3 separate regions of the Sus scrofa genome follow, and regions 1 and 2 are each linked to region 3. A link is a contact called in public Hi-C data. All regions are on one chromosome and are shown on one strand. Each heading gives the region's core, a stretch centred on a gene start, on an enhancer-like site or on the middle of the called end of the contact. The rest is flanking DNA. Distances are from core to core; before and after follow the strand shown. Region 1 holds the start of PKD1 (polycystin 1, transient receptor potential channel interacting). Region 2 holds the start of JPT2 (Jupiter microtubule associated homolog 2). Region 3 holds the start of MEIOB (meiosis-specific with OB domain-containing protein).

The links. Hi-C and Micro-C count contacts between places; a contact is called where the count stands out from the background.
Region 1: a Hi-C map of liver shows a contact between it and region 3, with 4 times the contacts expected there. The contact joins the promoter of PKD1 here to the promoter of MEIOB in region 3. A contact is called at or near these places in 7 of 47 Hi-C or Micro-C datasets (blood, embryonic fibroblasts, liver and 3 more) and 1 of 2 datasets of contacts at active chromatin or transcription factors (alveolar macrophages).
Region 2: a contact with region 3 is called in a Hi-C map of liver, with 3 times the contacts expected there. The contact joins the promoter of JPT2 here to the promoter of MEIOB in region 3.

What each region holds. Positions count from the first base shown.
Region 1 is chr3:39,847,810-39,851,213 of Sscrofa11.1, reverse strand. PKD1 (polycystin 1, transient receptor potential channel interacting) reads right to left here and starts at 1,605. Exons shown (of 46, transcript NM_001246202.1): 1 at 1,175-1,605. The coding sequence starts at 1,389.
Region 2 is chr3:40,255,189-40,258,582 of Sscrofa11.1, reverse strand. JPT2 (Jupiter microtubule associated homolog 2) reads left to right here and starts at 1,623. Exons shown (of 5, transcript NM_001048070.1): 1 at 1,623-1,676. The coding sequence starts at 1,633. It overlaps CRAMP1 (protein cramped-like), which reads left to right. Exons shown (of 22, transcript XM_021086822.1): 22 at 1-906.
Region 3 is chr3:40,091,233-40,094,960 of Sscrofa11.1, reverse strand. MEIOB (meiosis-specific with OB domain-containing protein) reads right to left here and starts at 2,272. Exons shown (of 15, transcript XM_021086801.1): 1 at 2,126-2,272; 2 at 1,572-1,671. The coding sequence starts at 1,662.

The sequences.
Region 1 (3,404 bases), core at 356-2,855, 240 kb after region 3:
TTACTTGTGCTTGTGCAAATCATATCGCCATCACCTCTGGCCTGTTTTTTCCCCTGCAAAAGGGGCATCTTTGCTGTACCTCCAGAGGGTTAAGCATGACGGTTCACAGGAGTTCCCCTTGTGGTTCAGTGGTTAACGAATCTCATTCGTATCCACGAGGACAGGGGTTCAATCCCTGGTCTCGCTCAGTGGGTTAAGGATCCCGAGTTGCCGTGAGCTGTGGTTGTAGGTCCCAGATGAGGCTCAGATCTGGCATTGCTGTGGCAGTGGTGTAGGCCAGCAGCTACAGTTCTGATTCCACCCCTAGCCTGGGAACTTCCATATGTCGCGGGTGCGGCCCTAAAAAGACCAAAAAAAAAAAAAAAAAAAAAAAAAAAGCTGATGGTTCAAAAGAGTTTGGCACAGGCCAGGGCTGGAGACAAGCTCTCCATAAAGACTTCCTGTTATTATTTCTTCCAAAATGCAAGTCTGCTAATGGTGTGTCAGCATTTTACACCCCTCCAGGCCTTTGCACACATGGTTCCCTCCTCCCGTCACCTAAACCCAGTTTCCTTAAGTATCAAACCAATTCTCAAACATCCATCGAACCCTTGTCCACCTCTTCCGGAGAGCCTTCCCTGCCGTCCACACAGACTTCTCCATCTCCTAGCGTCCTTCTCCAGGGCTCCCAAGTGCTGGGTATCCCTCCAAGCCAAGCTGCATCCTATTAGGCTCTGAGCAGCGTTGAAGTGCTCGTGGTCCCTTGCCGGGACCTTCCCGCCCTGCGCCCACACGATGCCAAAGGCCCTCAGTCAGTTCGCATTAGCGGAGTCCCACCGAGTGAGAAGTCTCCGCCCGCACAGAATCTGGGATGTTTCTGTTTCCCTCTGGCTGAGGCCAGGCGGGCTGAGAGCCGGCTGCGGTCCCAGGTTTTCCTTATTTAGTCGGGCCGACCTCACTGCGCTGGAGCCTCGCCCTGGGAGAGGCCTGGCCCGCACTCCGTTTCCCCTTCTGCAGGCTGGGGACGCGCCCACGCCCTGCGAGGCCCGCCAGGCCGGCGGCCTGCCCGTGCGGCCTCTCCCGGGAGGGTGAAGGCGCCCCGAGCCCCGGCAGGCCCCGGCGGCCGCGAGTCCTAGCGCAAGCCGGGCGCCATGGCAACCGCCTCACCAGCGTCGCAGGGCGGCGGGTTACTCACAGCGCGGTGGCGTCCGCGGGGATGCGCAGCGCGGGCCCGAGGGTCCGCAGTCCGAGGCCAGAGCAGTTGACGCGGCAGGCGGCGCCGGGCGCCGGGCCGCAGAGGCAGGGAGGGGCGCACGGTCCGCAGCCGCGCCCGGGGACCCCCGCCAGCGCCCCGAGCCACAGGCCCAGGCCCAGGGCGAGCGCCAGGCGGGCGGGCGCGGCGGGCGGCATCGTCAGGACAGCGCAAGCATGGCCCCGGACCGGTCCCGAGGCCCCGAGCCCGCCTGGCCCCGGCGACCGCGGCTCAGGCGCAGCCCGCGCAAGGCATGGCTGGGCGCGGGGCGGGATACGGCAGCAGCTGCGGCCTGTCTGCCTGCGCGACGCCTGCTCGGTTCTCCGTCCCGGCTCCGAGTCCTCCGCGGCCCGCTAGCGCGCTGGCGCTGCAGTGCGGGCTGGCGGCCGGCTCCTCCTTCTCCCGGCGCGGCGCGGGGGGCGGGACGCTCTTAGGCCCCGCCCCCCGTGCGGCAGAGCCGGGCGCGGCCGGGGCGGGGCATCAGGAGGGTCCGCCCTTCGCTCTGCGAAGGGGCCATCCGCGCGGCCGGGGCGGGGCATCAGGAGCTCCGCCCTTCGCATCCAGCTGCAGGCTCGACAGCGAGGGCCCTCGCTCGGTGCCCTTCCCCTCCGCCCGCGGCGTCCGCGCCTCCCAGACCTCAGAGCCCAAGCAGTCACAACACTGAAAACACCAGCCGGAACCTCCAGTGCCCTCTACGAGCGCTCATCCACTCCCAGCGCCTATGTCCCTCTCCACCACCTCGGATTGCCGAGCTCCTGGCACACAGTAGGCACTCAATAAATGCGCATCGCGCCCTCTCAGGGAATTGCCAGAACGTCGGCGAAGTATGACAGCTGGTTCTCCCTGGCACGGAGGTGAAGCACAAGGTGGGCCTCACCTGGGCAGGTGAAGGGCAGCGTTCGGCCGGCCATTCGCCAGCCCCTGGGCAAGAAGCTGAGTTCTGCGCACCTGGGTGCTTGGGACCTCCCACCACCAGGGCAGTTTGCCCCCTCTTTCCATGGCGCAAGTTCCTCAGTGCTGCGGCTCTGCCCAGGGAGCTTTTGCGCCCAGGATGTAATTAGGGAACTAACGCACGTGGTGCTAAGAATTCAAGCTGAATAACATGGACGAACTCTGAAAACATCCTAGATGCCAGACATAAAGAACCACATATTATAGAAATCCGTTTATTAAGCGGGGGGGGGGAAGGTTTGGGAGTTCCCACTGTGGCTCAGCAGAAACAAATCTGACTATTATCCATGAGGACCTGGGTTCGACCCCTGGCCTCACTCATTGGGTTAAGGATCTAGCGTTGCTGTGAGCTGTGGTGGAGGCCGACAGCTGCAGCTCTGATTTGACCCCTAGCGTGGGAATCTCCATAGGCCCCAGATGTGACTTTAAAAAGACAAAAAAAAAAAAAAGGGAAAAAATGAAATTTGACAGATCACACAACAGGTAAGGAAGGGGCAAACCCAAGCTTTTAATTCCAGATAATAAACTGATGAGATCCAAGGTCTCAAGATGAGTGAAGATGGACCCATAATAAACAGTGATGCCAAATGAGCAAAACAGATTAATCAACTAAAATGCAAGTTTTTTCCTTTTGTTTTTTCTTTTGAGGGCCACACGTGCAGCATATAGAAGTTCCCAGGCTGGGGGTTGAATTAGAGCTGCAGCTGCCAGCCTACACAACAGCTCACGGCAATGCCTGATCCTTAACTCACTGAGCAAGGCTAGGGATCAAACCTGCATCCTCATGGATACTGGTTGGATTCATCACCACTGAGCCACACAGGAATTCCCCTTTTTTCATTTTTTAAAGTTTTATTGAGGTATGGTTGATAAATGCAATTGTTTTAGAAGGGATTTCTGAAATAGAAAAGATTTTTTATTTTTATTTATTTATTTATTTTTTTTTGCCTCTCGTGTGGCATGCAGAAGTTCCTGGACCATGGATCAGACCTGTGCCACAGCTGTAACCAGAGCCACAGCAGTGACTACACCAGATCCTTAACCCTCTGAGCCATGAGGGAATCCCTAGAAAAGATGTGCTTAGGAGTTTCTGTCGTGGCTCAGGGGTAATGAATCTGACTGGTATCCATCAGAATGCAAGTTCGATCCCTGGCCTTGCTCAATGGGTTAAGGATCCAGCATTGTCACTGCTGTGGCTCTAATCGCTGCTGTGGTGGGCATT
Region 2 (3,394 bases), core at 374-2,873, 160 kb before region 3:
TCCATTGCTCACAAGGGAGATGCAGGTTGAATCCCTGATTCCATGTAAGGCTCACGATGGCATTTTTCTCATCTCTCTGTATCTTCCCGGGGGAGAGGACTTGCTCAGGGAGAGGGGATGTTTGGAAACATGTCACTGGTTGCTCCACTGCTCTCGCACACCTCCAGGCTCGTAGCGGCAGCCCCGTTCTCTGTCACTCTGTCCCACAGCCTCGTCACTGGTGTGTCCTTTCAGTTGAATGGCCTGTTTAACTGGATCACACCATTGAATCACATGTGTGCAAAGAAAAGCCATGGAGTAAGAGACGCTTGAAACACGTGGAGGAGGAAAACAGGTGGCTTTTTCTTCTTTCTTGACATTGAGTTCTACCAGATGCATTTAGGGGAAATACGGCACTTTGTCTTAAGAAAAAAGAAGGAATGAAACCTACAGCAAACCTTTCCTGACTGTCAGCTCTCCTAATCCCACAGCAGCCTTTAAGTCATGTGAGGTGAGTTAGGTCTTGGAAGCACTACAGCAACCTGTGCCCCTTATTCTGTAACAGGATACCCGGCTCCAGAGCTATGCCTCTGGGCAGCAGAACTTAACTGCGGTTTCTTTTAATAATCGTTAAGCCATATCACCTAAGGTTTTCGGCTTGTTTGAGATGTGAATTTGTTTTATAGATTATAAATATACATATACAGTGTATGTATAAAGCAGAATGCCTGTCCCTCCTGATTATTTTTTGTACCATATTGTAAATTATATTATTTATTCTTTACCAATTTTGGGAATAAAAGGTGTTTGGTTATTTAATATAATAAACAAAAGCTGTTAAACTTCTTATGTTTAAATTTCCAGTTCAACTTGTAAATCTGTTTTTATTATTGTGCATAAATACATACTAATACTTGATCTAATCATGACCGTTTCTGCTTTTTTCTTTTTAAGTGTGCGCTTAAGAAAACGGCCGGAGCGGCTCTCATTTGGTGCCATCTCAGAGGCACTGACTGCCGCCCACAGTGTAGTTTAGCAACAAAGCGCTCCTGAATGTGTATTTTACCTTTACCTTTTTTTTTTTTTTTTTTTTTTGAGCCAAACATCAGTCAGCTGGCACTCTTTATTTATCCCTTGCCTCCCACTTTTAAGGACGTGTTCCCCACAACTTGCAGGACAGGAACTGCGGTCCTGTTTCCTTTGGCCACGTATCCATGTGCCATTGACTGTCTTGGGCCCTGTTGGGCGCCGCTGCGCTCCGGGAAGCGCTTCCCGGGGCTCCCCCGCTACGCCAACCAGGGCGCATACAGGGACGGCAAGCGGGAGGCCGCGCCTGGAAGAAGGGGCACCGACCAGGTGCGGGGATGGTGCCCGACCCCGCCCACCTCAGGAGGCGCGGACGGACCATCCCTTGTTGGCCAGTTGCCCAATGGCGGGGCCCGGCGCTGTGAGCGGCATCTGCTTTCACCAATCGGCTGCAAGCGCGGTGCGATCTTCTCCTCGCCTCAGTCTCGTGAGGCGGGGCCCGGTGCTGTGATAGGCTGCGGCGTTGTGATTGGCGTCGGCGGCGCCCAATGGAGGGGGGCTTCAGGCCGCGCGGGGCCGGACGGGAAGGACGGCGCGGCGGGCGGGAGGTGCCGAATGGCGGGCGACATGTTCCGGGTGCCGGAGACCGAGGGTGGCCGGGCTGGCTCCAGGTGCGGCGCGGGCGCGGCCACCGCTAAGGCCACGGCCGCGTGGTGGGGGGGGTGGGCGCGGGCGCCGTGGGGGCGGCCGCGGTGAGCTCACGGAGCCCCGGGCTCCGCTGCCAGGTCGGGGAGGTGGGCGCGCCCGCGGGACGGGAGGCCAGAGGTGCGCCTCCCTGCCCGTCGGATCCCAGCACGTGTCTCTTCAATGGCCAGCGCGCCGGCGACGCTGGCGGAGCGTCTGCTGCGGATGGGCGGACGTGGCTGCGCTACGGGAGCCCGTGCGACGCTGCGGCCGACACGCTTTCGCCGGGTGCTCGTGTGGGCCCGCCTCGGGGCAAGGTCCGGTCCTGGGAGCCCTCAGCAGTTCCGCAGCCCGGGGTTCGGGCCCTCCCCTCCCCAGTCCTGGAGCCCTCCCCTCCCGCAGTCCCGCGACTCGGGGGGAACCAGGCGCTGCTCCCCAGTGTCCTGAGAAGGAAACAGGACAGCAAGTGATAGCAGAGGTGCAACGGGGTTGAAACACTCGGGAACATACAGCAGCCCCCTTTTTAAAAATTACAGTTGGATTACAGTGTTGGGCAGCACACCTTCTCCGCTTTTAACTAGTCAATCATTGGGTGTTGGGAGCCGCACAGAGCTGGCGAGGAGGGGTCCCGCGGCTTGAGGAGCCAGCGGGAATGGAGCTGGTTCAGGTGCCCAAGAGTCATCTTCATTGTGAGCCTCTTCTGGGGCTCAGCCACCCGATAAAAGTAGAAGAGGGCGGAGGTAAATACTACAGAGAATAAGAGGGTTGTTTCAACTGCTAAAACCCCTGTAAACTTGAGGGAGTTGGGTCAGTTCTCACAGTCCTAACCCAGCGGTCATCAATCCACGGAACAGTGATTATTAATCACGGATGCCCCCACCTACGCTGACCTGGGCCAGAAGTTTATCCCGGAGCCTTCGCGATGAATGAGTTCCTGGGGATGAATGAGTTCCTGGTGCCTGCAAACCACTGTCCTGTCCCCGCCCCCACCAGCTGGGCAAGGGCTGTTTCCAGCACTTTCTCAGCTGTGTCCCTCAAAGTTCCTCTTTGTTTACACAGCCTGGCACCGGCTGCCCAGCACACACTGGTCCGGTTAGGGAATGGGCCCAGTAATGCTGGTGGAGGTTGCACAAGATAGTTGCCGAGCTGGAGCTCTGCAGTAACACCCACACTTCTTTGCGGCATTAGTTTTGGAGAGGAAAAGGAGAAAATTCTTGGAGCGTGTTGGAGAAGGAAAACCCATCTTAATTGGAAGCTTCTGCCTGGGATCCGAAGGGAGCTTTGTGTTTTGACGGCCATCTTAAAGGACTCAATGGACAGGCCTTGTGAGATTCGCAGTTCCCTTAGCTGTGAAAGGAACCGGTGCTGCTGCAGGATTACTAGGCCAGGTTTTCCTCTTAAAGCCCTGATTTGGTTTTCTCGGGGAAGGATTAATTAGCTGGTGTTAAAGGATGTTGCACTATAAAAGCATTTAGCTTTGGCCATCATCGGTGATCTAAGGTCCTTCTTTTAAACTGTAAGGTGCATGTTTGTAAAGAATTTGATCCACATTTCTTTTGCTGCTTCTCTCCAAACCTGACTGTTCCCCCAGAGCTTTTCTGGAAAAGGGGGGTAAGCCGTTAGGGGGGCGGGTCGTGAGTGTGCCCCCCCCCCCGAGCGTCGATGTTGCATTCTCAGCCAGTGCCATCGTCCCCTTGAGTCGTGT
Region 3 (3,728 bases), core at 1,023-3,522:
CAAGCCTCCCTCCTAATCATCTCTTGAACGGGATCACTGCCCCCCATCTCCAGACCTGACCTCTCTCCGCTTCAACTTTTGCCTCCTTTACCTCTTGTCCACACAACTGAGAATTCTTTAAAAATTCAGATTGTCTCGTACTTAAAACTCTCCCCAGCTGCACACAAGTAAATCCAAACTCTGCTGCAGCCTTTTCAAGGCCCAGCTGATCAGGCCTCTGCCCATCTCTTCCTCACGTCCCGCCACTCCCCCTCCCCTTGATAAGCACTCTCCAGACACCTGGCCGCCCTCCTTCCTCAGTGGAACCTGGGCCTGGCACACCCGGCTCCCTCTTCCTCCGGCCAATCCCACCCTCGGGAGCCTCACGAGACGGGACCTTCAGCATTCGCTGGGTCTCAAAGAGAAAACTTTCGTGCTTTTCTCCTCTTTCAAGTGTCCCCCAGCCTGCACTCCTAACTGTCACGGGGGTGCTGTCTTTCTCCCTCATTACAGGGTGGGGTCTGTGACACAGGGCTGTGCCATATCTTGCCCCCATGGTCTCCCCACAGTGCCTAGTTAGTGCCTCATGCAGAGCAGCTGCTGATTATTTGCTGACTAAATTAATGGCATAAATCAACCTGATTTGTAATTTGAGAATAATACTGTTAATTGTACAATCTTTTGAATAAATAGAATTTTAGTTTCCAGCTAATTTTACATTTCCATCCAGCATTTAAATTCTAGAAATCAATACAGTTTACATCCTGCTATTCTAAATAAACAGGACTTCCAGAGAGCTAAGCAATGATGGTCCTACAATTTCCTATTTTATTCTACAGACCTGTGCTGGGGCTGCAACAAAGAAGTACTCTTTATGCAGTCATTGCTGTACATGGAATTTCCCCCAAACTTCCATCACAAACCAAAGCTTTTTTTTTTTTTTTTTCCTTTTTGGCTGCGCCCACAGCATGTGAAAGTCCCCAGGCCAGAGACTAAACCTGAGCAGTGACAATCCCAGATCCTTCACTCCCTGAGCCACAGGAGAATGCCACACTCAGACAAAATTGGTCATTTTCTCCCTTAGAGGGGAACAGTTGGTCAATTATCTTTATAAATCCATTTCAGAAGGGTAGTTCTTCGTTTATGGCTTCAGTGGGAACTTGGCAAGTTTTCTGCATTTTGAAATTCTAGCTGACTTCCAAACACTCTGGGGTTGTCCATAAGAAAACTGGCCCACGGGCCATCACACTGGACATCTCCCCGGCATGGAGACAGACAGACAGACAGAGAGACAGAAAGATGCATATTTTGCATTCAGATACCATTTCCCATAGTTTGTAACTTCCTGCCCGTCTCACACGGTTGCGCCTTAGGGATGAGACGTCGGGCACCGGGCAAACAGGAACTGCACACCCCGCGTGAAATGCGACTCTCCCCGCTCACCCCGTCTTTTAAAATGATTCCAACTCCGTGACATTCTGCGGAAGGCAAATCTCTAAGGACGGTACACAGCCCAGCTGCCAAGGGGGGAGAGGGGAGGTGGGCTGGGCCCGGGTCGGGGGTTTGCTCCGAAGGCTCCTGGAAGCGCCTACCCGTGTCCCTGCGCGTCTGTCCGCCCACAGAACGTCCAGCACCAGCCTCGGCCCCCGCGGAAGCTAAGAGCAGTCTCCGGCCCGGATTCATGTTGAGTCCCTGCAGGACGAGGGTACATTCCGCATGGATCACACCTGCGCGTCTACACCGGCGTCCACACCCCCCAGAGCTGTCCGTGTCCCCACGGGACTCCGCCCCCGGATTCGAACTGGAAGCGGCCGTTGTCGGCCCACTTCGCACCTGGGCGTGTCCACGCACCCCAACCCGCCGGCGGCCCCCCGCTTCCGGAGACCCCGGCGGCCCCAGCGAGCTCCGGACCGGCGGCCGGGATGCGGGCGGGCCTCGCCTCAGCCACTACCCGCCGAGCCCGCGGGCAGCCGGGAGGGAAGGCCGCCCCCGCCACGGAAGCCCCGGCCCAGAGGCCCGCCCTGGGGAGGGACGAGAGCCCGCTGCCCGCCGCTCCCCGACTTCACGTCAAGCGCCCTCGCGGGCAGCTCCCCGGAGCGCCGTCCCAACTCAGACGCTCCTCGCGCCCCGAGAGCGGCCCGCTTACACAGGCTCCACCCGCCTGCCCGCCTGAGTTCGGCTGTTTCTCCACAGAACGCGCGGCCCACAGCCAGAGGAGACCACCGCCCAGTGAGGCCCACCGAGCGACCGTTAGCGCAGGCCGCGCCCCCGCCCCGCCTCCACCCCCACCCTGACTCTGTCCCGCCCCCTGACCTCCGACTCCACCCATGGTCTGACTGCCCCGCCCCCTAATCTCCGGCTCCACCCACGGCCTCTGTCCCGCCCCTGACCTCCGACTCCACCCACAGCTTGACTGCCCCCACCCCTCGACCTGCGACTCCACCCACGCCGACTCTGCCCCGCCCCCAAACCTCTGACTCCACCCACGGCCTGACTGCCCACTCCTAGACCCCACTCCATCCTAGCCCCGAGTCTGTCCCGCCCCCAACCTCTGGCTCCACCCACCCCCTTACTCTGTCCCGGTCCCTGACCTCCGACTCCACCCACGGCCTGCTGCTCCACCCCTCGACCCTTGGCTCCACCCACGCCGACTCTGTCCCGCCCCCGACCTCCGACCCTACCCACTCCCTGACTCTGTGCCCCCCTTCGACTCCACCCACTCCCGCCCTACGTTCCGCCCCCGCGCCCTGATTCCGACTTGGGCCCTGCCCCGTTCCTTCCAGTCCCTCTCAAGTCCAGGTCTTGAGGAGCGTGGCTTTGGGGAGACTGGGGGCGAGCTGGTCCTTCAGACTCGAGGGCCGTCCGGGGTGGGAGTCCGGGGTGCTAAGACCCGGGCGCCAAGCAAGATGCTTGGGATCTTTTCCGCTGAAACACGGCAGAAATGCAGCGGAAAGTGCAGCAGCTGAATACACACACAGACGAGAAACCGGGGAAATCTGAAAAAGACTGGGTGTGTCTGCCTCAGTAACTTGATTGTGATCTCGGAAGAAGTTCTGACTGGGGAAAAGTGGATCAGGTGTAGTAGCCTCTCTGTACTTTTTTTTATACAGCATCTGATGCTGTATCTCAATTGAAAGAAGAGTGCGTGGGACAAGGGAGACTGCGGAGTTCTCTCATGGCTAAGCGGGAGGATCCGGCGTTGTCACTGGTTGCTGCTCTGGCGCGGGTTTGATCCCTGGGCTGGGAAATTCCACATGCCACAGGTGCTGCTAAAATAATGCAAAAATTAAAAAGCTTTGAAAAAAGGGTTCATGATTGCTGATGAGGCTTTTAGAAGGGGAGCTGATTAGACGTTTAGAAGGGGAGTGGTGCTGGATGCAGACCCTCGTGGGTCATCTCTTGGGGAGTGTGAAGTAGGCCAGGTTGCTCGATCCATAATGCTATTTTCCCGATGTTTATATCATTTCCCGCACAGAGATATACGCTGTGTGTATAATTTGATGTGCTAAATATTGGACTTAGGTAAACCTGACAAAACACTTGCCAGCGTTTTAATTACTACCATCTGCAAATCTTTTTAATCTAATGACTTACAATTTTTGTTCATAATAGTACTAATCAGGGGCAAATAAGATCCCAAAACTAAATTCTTTAAATTTGTTACCAACTGGAGTTCCCCTCGTGGCGCAGCAGAAAGGAATCCGAGTAGGAATCATGAGGTTGCGGGTTCAATCCCTGGCTTTGCTCAG